Regions from separate parts of the Rattus norvegicus genome. Here region 2 is linked to region 1. Evidence: chromatin contacts called from public Hi-C data. All regions are on one chromosome and are shown on one strand. Each heading gives the region's core, a stretch centred on a gene start, on an enhancer-like site or on the middle of the called end of the contact. The rest is flanking DNA. Distances are from core to core; before and after follow the strand shown. Region 1 holds the start of Tsc22d1 (TSC22 domain family, member 1). Region 2 overlaps Tsc22d1 (TSC22 domain family, member 1).

Evidence for each region. Hi-C and Micro-C count contacts between places; a contact is called where the count stands out from the background.
Region 2: a contact with region 1 is called in a Hi-C map of Schwann cells, with 5 times the contacts expected there. The contact joins the enhancer-like site here to the promoter of Tsc22d1 in region 1. A contact is called at or near these places in 2 of 12 Hi-C or Micro-C datasets (Schwann cells and psoas muscle).

What each region holds. Positions count from the first base shown.
Region 1 is chr15:58,154,381-58,161,109 of GRCr8, forward strand. Tsc22d1 (TSC22 domain family, member 1) reads left to right here and starts at 5,398. Exons shown (of 3, transcript NM_001109912.1): 1 at 5,398-6,729. The coding sequence starts at 5,735.
Region 2 is chr15:58,205,641-58,212,359 of GRCr8, forward strand. The region is part of intron 1 of Tsc22d1 (TSC22 domain family, member 1); the gene reads left to right. Among named protein-coding and RNA genes, the nearest start is that of Tsc22d1, 49 kb to the left of the region's middle. Within about 2 kb of position 2,486, at least 9 of the 93 cell types and tissues checked have an H3K27ac peak or open chromatin away from gene starts, as enhancers often do. A contact at or near this core is called in Schwann cells, where this site is marked.

The sequences.
Region 1 (6,729 bases), core at 4,148-6,647:
AATGGAAACAGAAATTTGAACATGTTACTAAAAACCATCATCATTTTTTTCCCTTAAAGTTGTTAAAGCAGAGAAATTGAGTTAGCAAAATGTAATTCCTAAGGAATATAATTATTTCTTCACCCTCCTCCCCTTCCTCTTCATTTTTGGAAACCTTATCAGATAATATTGCTTGTTTATCTCTAATTCTGATAGAATTTTCATTTTCTTGCTTCTTTTTTTAAAGATGTATTTTATTTATATGAGTACACTGTTGCTGTCCTCAGACACACCAGAAGAGGGCATCAGATCCCATTACAGATGGTTGTGAGCCACCATGTGGTTGCTGGGAATTGAACTCAGGACCTCTGGAAGAGCAGTCAGAGCTCTTAACCACTGAGCCATCTCTCCAGCTCAATTTCTTGCTTCTTATAGTGCTTCTTACAGTATTGTGTAATTTGAAGTGACCAGACTGGGCATCTACACCTTGTACCAAATCTTACAGGAAAGACTATCAGTGTCTTTCCATTCATTAGAATACTAGTTCCAGATTTTTTACCCATGGTCTTTACTATCTTTGATAACCTTCCTTATATAATTAAACTGTCAACAGTTTCTATTAAAAAAAGGATGTTGAGTAATGCTGGATGATTTGATGTTTATCAATCGGTTGATCTAACCATGTGTGTTTTCTCTTCCTGTCTGTTAAAGCTATATACCTTACATTGACGTATATATGCTGTAAGCTAGCTGTGTGTGCCAGAGATAAAGCATCCGTGCTCCTGAGAGCTGAGACTGATAATGAAGTTCAGTGTTGGGAGGATAATTACGATAATGGTTGCTCTGGATTTTTGTGGTGCTTGGACCACATAGTTCATAGTGGCCTGAGTCTCATTAACATCCTGATACAAGCGAGTGTGATACATGATTTTCTTTCTATAGTTAAAAAGATGCACAGATGTTAACGGTCCTTTAAAAAGAACATGTTCAGAAGAGAAGCTTACATTCTCGTGTACAGGCTCTGATTAGCATCGGAATGCTAACTGCTCAAATAGGAAAGCATTTATCCTGTCTTATACAGAAAATATGTCTTATTTATGTACGATTAACACCTTTCTTCCAAGCACTTGGCATTTCAGTAAAGGATCATCCAACTTAATTCAATTATTGTTCTTCTCACTAATGCCCAATTTCTAGGTGGCCATAGTAGGTCCCTACAGTTTACATCCTTCCCTGGAATGTTCCTGCACGGGGGGAAGCAGTACTTATAGATTCTTCAGAGCTTTCTAGTTCGGAAAATTCAAACATGGGTCTTCAGTAGAACTTAAACTTGAGCTGAGTGCTTGGGTTGACAGGATCCTGAACTATGTGTCGGTTGTATGCATGACAGGGCAGTAGACAGCCAGGGTTTTTCTTGGCCTGGTTACTAGCCAAGCTGTAGGACCACAACTTCTCTGGACTTCCCTCTCCTCAGTAGTCAGATGGGGACAATTATAGTACCCACTTCATACCGTTGTGGGGATTAAGTGAGCTGAGACTCTTAGCACATAAAGCAATGGTGTGGTTACAGAGGGCATTACGCATAAGCTGCTGTTATTGGTGAGATCTGGAGGGAGATATGGGGACTGGATCCAGGCCTTTCTACGTGCTACAGAAGTGTTCTTCCATGGAGCTTCATTCTCACCCAATGCCTAAAGTCTTAAAAAAAAAAAAACTAAATTAAAATTTTTGGAGGGCTTACACCAGAGCCCACGTTGTCCTGGAATTCACTATGTAGTCGAGGTTACCTACAAACTTGGGCACTCTTGACTTCATCTCCTGAGTATTGGGATTATATGCACAAGATACCATGTCAGCTCTTGACTCCAAACACTTTTTTTCTCCAAGTTATAGGTGTAGAACAGAAACTAGAACAACAAGGTCTCACTATGTAGCCTTGGCTGGCATGTAGACCAGGTTGGTCTCGAACTCAGAGATCTGTCTGCCTCTGCGTCCCCAGTGCTAGGACTATAGGAGTGTGCCACCATGCCCAGCTGTTTTTAATTTGTTTGAAACCTTTCTTTTGAAAGGAATTTCCTCTCCCAATCAAAACCCAGTGGGATGCTGGGTTATCAGAATGAACAGCTGCATGTAATGAGGCCCTTTCTAAGAGGCTTTCATTTTCCCACTTTGCATAAGACTTTCCCGCACTTTACTTTTTAGCTGTATCATCACGGTGACAGTAGGCTTTGCCTTGGCTGAGGGGTGACAAGCTGCCATGTGCCATTTAAAACTTTGACTTAAGGCACCGTTTGGGATATAAGCGGCGCTCTTCTCACTACAGTCGAAAGAAACGCCTCTCTGTCCACATCCTCTCGCAGTTTCAGTCCATTAGGGCAGCTTCTATTTTCTATTAAAAAAACTGCTGAAAAAGCATGTCCAATATGCATTTCAGAATCTGGTCAGTCACTTTCGACAAAAGCTGCTGGGGGTTACGTCCACGAACACAGGTGACTTCCAGATAGCACACTACAAAAGATTTTTTTTTTTGAAATTTTTTTTTTTTTAATGTAGCCCAGCTGACCTGGAACTTAAGGTGGTCCCCCTGCCTCTACCTCCTCAGAGCTGGGCTTACAAGTTATGCCACCAAACCCAGTGAAATGATTACATTTGTAAAATACTCAAATGGCTTCAGTTGTCTGAAAGTACAGGCGTTCCCATACTAGGACACAACTCAGTTTTATCTTTTTCAAAATGACTTACCGCCTATTACTTTCAGAATCTCTGAGCGCATACTTTGAACCTAGCAGAGAACTCTTTATATTAAGGAGTGGGTGTGCTAGTGAAGGCTTGTAATTACAGCACTCAGGAAACTAAAAGCGGCTTACAGTGAATTGAAGGTTACCCTTCCATCCATATTGAGACCCCATCTCATTTTTAAAAAAAAAAAATCAAAATAATGTGAATCGTACCTGTATTGTGGGGGAGACCTACATGTGTGAGGTGGCATGTGTGAGAGTTTGGTACAGACCAGATAAAGACATCAAGGAGTCATTTCTATCCAACAGTATATAGGTGACATTCAAACTTCTTATGTACAGAATGGGGGTGCTAAGCTCGAAGACAACTGATGGTAACAGTTTTGGGTTTTTTGTTTGTTGAGTGTTAACCTACAGAAACAATATCGGTAATTTCCTGAGTCAGAGGTCTATCTTCTAAACAATTTGTATCCCTGACACCCAAATTAGAACAGAAACAAACCACTCTCGAACAACCCTTTTCACCTCTGCTTAAAAAATTTTCTGCGTGTGAGATTTATATTCTTGGTTAGAAGCAAAGCACTCGTTTGAGAGGTTTTGACATGTAATACTTCGGAGGCAGCTAACAGAAAATTGCCTCCAAGCAAACCCATCTACATCCATGAAATGTAGTTGGGGGGGGGCGATTTTTAGCTGGTCCTTTTGCTTTTCTAGCCCTAAAAGGCATTCTTCACAAATTTCCTTTAAATTCCACTAAGACCAAGCCCTAACCTTTTACCTCTATGAGGGCCACAGCAAGGACACAAAGACAATGAATGGCTGGAGGGAAGCTCCACCTGTTGGTTAGTTAGCTGGCCGGGCAGGCTCGCTTCTTCCCACCAGCTAAGGAGGGACAGCAAGGACCACTCCCTTTTGTAAGAGCCTTCCCCTGGGGTGGGCTTGGGAGATTCACTGCAAACATCCGTGCCATCTGCTAGCAGCCTCGCCCCTGCCCGTCGAAGGGCGAAGGACCGCGTGGCAGCCACCACCGCTCTGCACAAAAGGTACCACTGCTGTGGGGGAAGGCACCCGACTCCATCGGGGCATCCCCGGAAGGGGCGAGGGCGGTGCGGGTCGAGGGGGAACCCAGGTACTGCTTGGAGAAGGAGGAGGGGAAGGAGGAGGAGGAGGAGGAAGGCTCCGCCACGCGCCGAGGAAGAAAGCCTGACTCATGTCGTGGCAGCAGCGGAGGGCTCCTGGGAGCTGCAACTCGTGATGCTGTTGCTGAGGAGAAAAGCCTTATTACCCATTCAGCAGGCCGGGGGGACACCGCCCCAGGGCGCGCACACCCGAGACCTATCGCTCCTCACCCGCCTCGCCGGGGTCCGCGTGGGAGACAGCAGCGGACACGCCTAACCTGCGCGCACGCGCGCGGCGTGGCCCCCACGCCCCACCCTAGCTTCTCCACGCGACCCGGATTCGCTCGCGCGCCCGAGTGCCCCACCCCCACCGCCCTCAGGCGTCGGCGGCTCCGCCGGCCTTCGGCAATTTCCGTGGAGACGGAGCCGAGAGCTCGGCACGGACCGAAGACAGGCCACCTCCCCTAGTCAGACCCAGCTTTATGTCTGCAGCGCCGGCGCGCACGCGCAGACGCCATCTTCCCTCTTCTCCTCCGCGACCCCTCCCCCCCGCCTTCTCCTCCTCCTCCTCCTCCTCCCCCTCCTCCTCCTCCTCCTTCTCTTCGGTCAGAGCTCGACCCTCCTCCTCTCGCGCTGGGGCGCTGGTCCCTCCTCTCTTGATGCCGCGAGAGACCAGGGGATACGGAGCAGCCCGAGAAGAGCACTAGTAACAACCACCACAGCCCCCTCCTCGCCCGACGCCCTCCCACTCCTCCGCCCCGCGCCGCCACCGACCAACCCCACCTCTCATTTCTTTGAACGGCGTCGGCTGCAGCCGCTGCACCAGCCCCGTCTGGCCGTCGCCGCCGCCGCGAAAAGGAGCCACCGCCGCCCGCGGCCCCCTCCCTCCCGGTCGCGGGAGCAGCTCGGTGCCGAGCCAGCCGGCGGGCTGAGAAGAGGACGCGAGCTCGCCCCTCCGCTCCCGCGCACGTCCCGCCACCCGCCGGAGCAGCCTGGGCGCCGGCGCCCTTCCTCTCAGAGGACGTGTGCCGAGCCGAGCGCCTGCCCCGAGAGAGGAAAATGCTCGGGCTCCATGGCTGCCAGTGATGGAGCGGTCCCTGGGCTCCCGCTGCCGCCGCCACCGCCGCCGCCGCGCCCCGGCCGCGCTCCGCGAGGACCCGGCGTCTCTGCGCGCCCGCCCTCGCCTCGTTGCTGGGCTCACCGTACCCGGCGCCCCGCCGCCGCCCCGCTCGCAGCCGCGCCGCCCGGGCCCCAGTCGCGGTCAGCCTTTCCTCCCGGAGCAGCCGTCGCGAGCCCAGGGGGTTTGAGAGGGGCCGCGGGCCGCGGGGGGAGGCCCGAGCGGGGCCGGCCGCGCCGGCAAGGGAGGTTGGAGCGACGCTGAGCTCAGGGCTCGCCGGCGGCCGCGGCGCCGGGGGTGGCGAGGGCCGGGCGACCGCTCGCTCCGCGCTGCCTCGGTGCAGGGCGAGCGGAGGGGCTTTGCAGCGGCCGCCGCCGCGGGAGGAGGGGGTTGAGCTGGCTCCGGAGTTGGCCAAAGAAGGTGGGCATTTCTCGCTTCTCCTCGCCTCCCCCGCCCCCTCCTGGGCTCCCCTCCCTCCCGCCCCGCACCCCACGTGAAGCGGAATATAAAGGGGGGTGTGTGACTGGAGGGGAAAGTGAATGGCGAAGGACTGAAGGGGTCCCCCTTCGGTTCCCCAGCCACCTGGTTCACCCGGTTCATCCTCCCTTCCCGAAGCTAGCCCTCGAAGGCACGAGCAGCCGGCGCCTTCGGCAGAGGAGGAGGAGGAGGGATCGCGTCGGGCGGAGCTTCAGGTCCTGTTCGCCTCTCCGGCTTCTCCATACAAAGATTACGGTGCAGAAGGAAATTGCACTCGCCTCCTCCGCCCCCCGGTACCCAGCACAATGCACCAGCCGCCAGAGTCCACCGCCGCGGCGGCCGCTGCTGCAGACATTAGTGCTAGGAAGATGGCGCACCCGGCAATGTTCCCTCGAAGGGGCAGCGGTGGTGGCAGCGCCTCTGCTCTCAGTGCAGCAGGTACCGGCGTCAGTGGTGCTGCTCCATCTTCTGAAGATTTTCCTCCTCCTTCTTCGCTGCTCCAGCCGCCGCCTCCTGCTGCATCTTCCACACAGGGACCACAGCCTCCGCCTCCACAAAGCCTGAACCTCCTTTCACAGGCTCAGCTGCAGGGACAGCCTCTTGCGCCAGGCGGAACTCAGATGAAAAAGAAAAGTGGCTTCCAGATAACTAGCGTTACTCCGGCTCAGATCTCTGCCAGCATCAGCTCGAACAACAGCATAGCAGAGGACACCGAGAGCTATGATGACCTGGATGAGTCGCACACGGAAGATCTCTCTTCTTCCGAGATCCTTGATGTCTCCCTTTCCAGGGCCACTGACTTAGGTGAGCCTGAACGCAGTTCCTCCGAGGAGACTCTGAATAACTTCCAGGAAGCTGAGACACCTGGGGCAGTCTCTCCTAACCAGCCCCACCTTCCTCAGCCTCATTTGCCTCACCTTCCACAACAGAACGTTGTGATCAATGGGAACGCTCATCCACACCACCTCCATCACCACCATCACATTCATCATGGGCACCACCTTCACCACGGACACCACCATTCATCACATGCTGCTGTGGCCAGTACATCCGTTCCTGGAGGGCCACCACCCACGAGCCCCGTGTCCAGGAAACTCTCTACAGCTGGAAGTTCTGACGGTGGTGTGCCAGTCCCACCTACTTCTGCTGTATCATCGGCTGGCTTACCTGCCTCAGTGATGACGAGCATCCGTGCTCCAAGCACTCCAGGCAGCATAGGTGTAAATTCAGTTACCGGCACGAATGCAACGAATAATGTTAACATTGCTGCTGTGGGTGGTTTCAGTCCCGGTGTGGCGAA
Region 2 (6,719 bases), core at 1,236-3,735, 48 kb after region 1:
CTCTGGCTACCTGCAGGGCGGATCTAGCCACCTGCCCTCTTAATTGATCTGCGCCGTTGTTCCTGCTTATCATTTGCCTTTTCTCTCACAAAGGCCTTTTCTAGCAAAGGAGCGGGCAGAAGAGGTGAGAGGGCTTTCCACACCCTTCTTCATGCCATCGGTTAACTCGTGGGAACTGGTATTGAGTCTCCGGTTATACCTTCTGTTAGTCTCGGTTTCCAGCGGTTTGTACAAATTCAGGATGAAAATGAGAAAGAATAAGGAAGCAAGCATAGCTTATGAGGTGGCTTCTGAGACAGCCTCTCTCTGGTCAGTGTGTTTCTGATGGTCTCCTCTGGGTTTTGACACATGGAGACCTGTTTGTTTCTTTCGTCAAAATAGTTACAGGTCTCTGCATATTGGTTCATACAGTGACTAAAAGGTGCATGGAAAACATTTCTAGCAGTGAGATTTTAGTTGATAGACACAAAATCATGAGTATGCGTTTGAAAATATAAATAACTACTAGGCTTGTGGTTGGGGTTTGTGGTTGAGGTTTGCAGAGCAAGGCCTTTCAAACTGCCAGTCACACATTAGACCCTGCCCAGTGGAGCCAGCCTAGGGGAGGTAAAGGGGTTTTCGGTGTGCTGAAACCCACTTCACAGCAGAGAACACCAGGTCACTGTAAGGGTGGCAGAGGGATACTGCTTGGTCCATTGCTGTTAAAACTAGCCTGGTCTGGAGACTGGGAAGACCTTTCTGAGAAGTCGATGCCTATTGAAGATGGCTTCTGTGGAGCGCTGCTGAGGGTCAGGACTGAAAGCAAGCTAACTAGCAGGCAGGTTCAGGGTTCCTGGAAGAGCTAATATCAACCTGAACTAGGACAGGTGGAAAATTACTGTGAATTCCTAAGACTTATTGATGGCTGTAGATGAAGTGGTGGGAAGTGGTTCTTATTCTAGAGGGAACACGAAGTCCCCTTTGAGTGCAACGAATCAGAAACATCTAAACAAGTTCGAGGTAAGAATCTGAAATGAAGGCATTGGCTGGGAGCTGTCATCGTAAGGGTGATCACTAACTCGGGGAGAAGCAGTGTGACTGCCCGGGAAGTATGTGGAGAAGGCCAGGGGTGGAGGCTGCTCATGAGAGCTGTGGCCAGGACCCGTCCGCTATCCAGATTTCCTTCCAAGCTCCAACCCAGTCGGGTTTCATCTGTCCTCAGTGTTTAAATTAGAACCCATGTCAGCTGTGAAGCAATCTTTTTTTTTTTTTTTTCCAAAAGGCTTTTTAAAAAGGCACTTACAGGAGTCAGCATTTGCTCTTAATAATAATCAACTATACTCCACACAAAAGATTTTTGACTTGGCAGGCTGTTTCTTGTCTGTTTAAAAAAAGCATTTGTGTGTATTTTTGCTTAGCTGGCTCTGTGAGTGGGGGAGTGCATATATCTTCATGTTGGACAGCTACTATGCTGGCTGTGTGTTAGACGTTAGAAATCAGAGTTAACTCTAACCTTAGGGTACCAACAACTTAATGATAAAATAGAGGACCGGTGGATATTTTATAAATTCACAGCTTCCCTTTCTCCTCCCAAATGTAAGTTGAACTTTATTTTTAGTCCCACCATACCTGTCCCCTGTCATAGTGACGTGAGCTTAGCTGTAGAAAAGCAGAACTCTGGGCAAAGATTTTCTTCATGTTGTTTGGAAATGTTTGAGAGCACGTTTGGTATATACGACTTTGCAAATTTTTTCCTGTTGTTGTTTTTTTAGCCTTTAAAATGTTTATCACAAGTTCTTTGGAAACCTTTTTAGCTGCTGTATAAAAACATGTGAATGCTCCAGCCTTGTGTTCTCTGTTGCCAAGTGTCCATTTCGCTTTCAGCTCCTTGTATGCCTCGTGCTCACGTTTGTGCAGTCATCTGCGCATGCCCTCGGGATTGCTTCCTTGGGTGAATTCACTGGAGGGGATCTGCTGGGCAGATACAAATGTATCTTCTGGACACGCTCCTTTTATGAAGACTGGCGACATCCCACACAGGTTCCTTTCAGACCTTGCTAGCGTCTTTCGTTTCTGGATCATACTTTATTGCTATTTTGTTTCTGATACCAGTGCAGCACCATTGACTTAATTTATATCAGGTCTGGAGTTGCTGCAAACATTTAGAGCCCCTTGTTCAGTGAACAGGACTTACTGATTTTTAAAAATGCATTCTTTAGTATGTCTTGGCAGGATTGCTCATTAGTCACGGCATGCCTAGGACATGGGGTCCTGTGGGGTCGTGTGTGGTTTCTCATTGGTTTTGAGAAGACACTCCCCAGAAGTCTCTCAGAGGATGGGGGCTGCGTGTCTGTCTCTGCCTCTACACTGGCAGAGAGCCCAGGAGAGACAAAATCTTTGTAGTAGGAAATGAGCTTGCTCAGGGCTCAGAAGAAAGTCCCGAGTGTCCGAGTGTCTGGAGCAAAGGGCCAGCGGTTGAGCCAACATTGCAGAGGCCAGAGGCTGGCGGGGCGCACACAGAGGGAGGGGTCAGTGCCTTGCTGGAACCATGCTGAGGACTTTCGAGTGGAGCTAGGAATAGAGGCAGCAGTCTATCATGTTCCTGTGTTTTGTTTCTTAAGATCCTTCTGGCTGCTGGGCTGGAGATTACAGACAAGCCATCATAGAAGCAGGGGATATGTTGGAAAGCGACTTCTGTTGTCCTGGTGACAAGGTTATACTGATTCATTCACCTCTCCTGCACTTTAGCTAAACCGTATTGTGACCATCGACAGCATAAGTCACGATAAACTGGCAGGTTTACTCCATGGAAAATAAAGCTTGCCAAATGGAAACTGCAAGTGTGAGACTGTCCAGGTCTCGCTCGACCCTAGCACGAAACTTAGGCAAATCCCATTTACGTGTTAATCTCAGAGGCTTATTGTCAACTGTCTCTGAACATCCCTGTGAAGCTAACTGTAAATGATTTGGTGAACTTAGAAAGATGCCCATATTCCCATTTTCTGTCCGGGGAGCAGAAAGTTGGGTCATTTGCAGTGCTGAAACAGAAAGGAAAGTATTTGTCAGCTTCTCCCAACCTCAAGCATCATATGATACGCGTCAAAGGTTAAATCTTTCCAAATCCTGTCGTGACTTCGGCACACAGTAGATGAGCTCAAAGTGTTTGACGTGTGTTTGGCTGTGTGTTATTTTGACAACGTCGTGTATTTATCTGACTCCCCAGGCATAGGGACAGGTCTCTGTATTCCCTGTGTTATCACAGGACCCGTGTGGTCCCTGTGCTAAGTCAGCATCCATTATGCTGAGTTTCACGGTGCTCTGAGGACGGAGATGAAGTTTGGGAGAACTTGTGCACACAGGGAGACCGGGGATGCACGGCACATCTGGAGGAGGAGGGCCAGGGTGAGAGTCCTCCCACTTCTTGTAACCCACTGATTTCATTCTGCGCTGCAGTTTTCATAGGAAGCACGTCACCGAGTATTGATTTTTTTGTTTCTATCGTGGGTCCCTCTTTTGGGGGAACATATCCCTGTCTCCCAGAACGAAGGGTTTTAGGCTTCTATAGCATTTGCTTATTTTTAAATTGGCATCCAATTATTGAGCTTTGTAAATTTGAAAAATGTAACTTCCTGTAAGGTATTTAAGTTTAGTGTAAAAGAATTCGGTTCTTGATTCTTTAATCACCTTGTTGTTTTGATTCGGGCCAGTTCTGTCTGGTTAGTCTTTCCTCCCTCCTCTGGGTAGTACACTGCCGACATTTTCTTCCTGGCTCTCCCCCTCATTCACCACACTCTTGTGTAGGACGAGAAGGTCGTCCCCTTAGCTCTGTGCCTTGTCTTCATCTTCCTCAGCTCTGCACGATGACCCCAGCTCTTCTCAGGAACATGTTCTCTGCCTCCTGGTGGCCTGAGCTCCTCCTCTGTGTGGGATTGCCCTGGTTTTCTAGTCACCCGTGCTCAACAGCTGGCCACCTCACACTGTCTTCACTCCTCTCCAGCCTGCTCGTTCCTGAGCCGCAGCACTGGGACACGCAGTGGGCAGTGCAAGGTCCCCACGGTTTTATAACTGTCTTGATGATTTTGCTTTTGTGTTCTCAGTGCCTTCCCCACTGTCTCCATTTAGCACAGACCATCCAGACACTTGATTTCTCACTAATGTGAGAGAAACTGGTGACCAGCCAGACTCCAAGCCCTCTCCTCTTTCCCAGCCACAGTGTTATTCTTATTAAAACGCTCTCCGGCGCTCACCTTAGACAGCCTTGGTGGCCACCAGGGGGCGCCCTTGCTCACACCTGACTAGAGCTCAGTTCCTTCTCTTGTGTATCTCCCTTTTCCCAGGATCCCTGCTTCCTCTTCCCCTCACAGTGGCCTCCCATTTAGGGACCATCTTGCAGGCCCTACCCAATGTTTTTTCCTTTGAAAACATGTATTTTTTGTTGCACTTTATACAAGTTCCCGCCCGGGCCTTTCATACCACCCTCTCCGCATTTCCCACCCTTGCCTGCCCCTCTTGCCAGCACCAGGCCTTCAGCTGCTTCTCTGATCTCTCTGGGCTTTGCTTTCCTCGTCTCTTAAGTTGGGAGCAGTAATAAAATTCACTTCTGGGCCATCGTGAGGACTCCGTAAGTTAATAAGTGTTTAAAAGACTTAGGACACCACTTGGGTAGGGAAACGTTTGCTGTTGCCATTGCCCCTGTGAGTGTGCAGGTAGGTGTGTTTCTGTTTATGTAAATGCACTTGCACATCTGTGTACCTGCATGTGGAGGCGGGGCAATCGTACATGTCATCTTTTAGTAGCCCCCTACTCGGTGTGTTGAGATGGCCTCCACTTCCCGTCATTGGGGTTGTAGATACCTGAACGCAGGTCCTCTCCTGCATGTGCAGCAAACATTATATTGACTGAAATATCTTCTTAGCTCCATTGATACATGTTAAAATTAAAAATCTGCCCCGAGGTACCTCCAGGACGGGGCATCCTGTGACTGGCTCCATAGAATCTAGCACGGTGCCTTATACGTAGCTGGCATTTCATGAAGTACCCTTTGAGTCAAATTGAAGTTTATCAAAAAGCCGACTTCTCCAATAACAGCCACAAAGGGTGTTTTGAAATACGGTCATTTAAGCCAGCACACAGTAGTTTCCTCAGTCAAAGTGAGGTCACTGAAGTTTTCTGGGATAATTTAACAAAGGGCATATAGTTGCCCTGTCTAATTATATGGTATGGATAAAACAAGCCTAATGTCATTTAAAAAAAATTTAACAGAAACCATATAAAAGGGATGACTATCGAGTCCCTGGATGCTAAAATAACACATTGCTTTAATACTTGAAGAACATAATCTTAGCCGTTTGGCTGCCTCTGTGTCAGAGACAGCCTTCTGCATGAGTGTTTGCAGAGCGCAGCTGCCCAGTAACGGTCTCTGGTCACACCGGTTTCCAGCTCCCTCCCATGCTCATGCATTTAGCTAGCAAATTCAACTGGGGTGCTTAAGAAGGGGTGTTCAGGATGAAGGTTAGCTGCTGGCCTTGATGTTAAGTTCCTGACAGTTTAAACATGTAATGTCAGTTTGGCTATCAGTTTTATTTTCTATGATCTCAAAGAAATGATAGACATTATCATTATGGTATATTATACCCCATTTCATTTTAGATTATTTTTCATTGGTTCGCTGAAGACTATCAATGGAGACTTCGGGAAGCTTTAACACTAAGGGGTAAAAACTAATGCTAGGTTCTCCTGGAGAAGAATTTGCACCAGTAAGCAAAAGCCTGATTGAATGTCCTGAGCGGGTTTTATCCCCCTGGATGATGTCAGGTTACAATGTATACCCTCTCCCCAGCTGTAGGTTTTCCCTGTGTTTGGAAGCACTTGTAGGAATCACCAGCAGGGGGCGCTGTTTCACCCTCGCCTGGATTCCTGCACGAAAGTCCAGGCTTATTAACTGGCTTGTTTGACACAGTTGACTTGAAACACTCTGTCTCTTTATACGAATACAAGCTCTGTTTTGTCAGGACAATATTAAAGTATTTTTAGTGGTGAAGTCTCTCAAGTGTTTCTAATTGAAATAAAAAGCAGAAACAGCCAGGAGTCTGAAGTTGGGTTTGAGTAGGGCAGTGTTCAAGTCGAGGGAGGGAGAGGATCGAGTGACAGCGATGGGATACCTATGACCCACTTTATCAGTGGGCCGCTCCCTTCTGTTTCATCTGTCCGTGCCGCCTTTGTCTCAGAGTTAAGATGTCTCTACAGTGAACGCTTAGGTTTTCCCTACGTTAGAGTTGGAAATACCAAGAGATTTCTCTGTGTTGTATATTGTATCTTCACCCCTTCTTTTCTCAAACTGACGAAATCTTGGGCCTTGGGATGGTTTACAGACCTATTAGCAAGGACGACTCTGAACATTCAAAGGTATTTGCCTATGGCTTCCTGTACTTTGGGTAGAGACCATTTATTTTCTCTTTTTCTACCAAGTTCCCTAGGTTCATAGATCCCAAAAATGGAGCCCAGTAGATTTCTAGGGACTTAGTCTTTATGTCCTCTGCTTCAGTTTGTGTCTTGGGAGTACCTGCCCGGAGCATTAGAAGACGAGCTGCAGAGCGGTGACCTTCATCCTGTGGTTCGATTAAAAGTACTGCGTATGGGTATTTGTACAGTAAGGCCTGCCCAGAGCTTCAAGTTCCAGAGTGCTCACTGTGCTATACGTCAGCAGGTCCTGTGGGAGCCATGCCTGCCTGCCTGCCTGC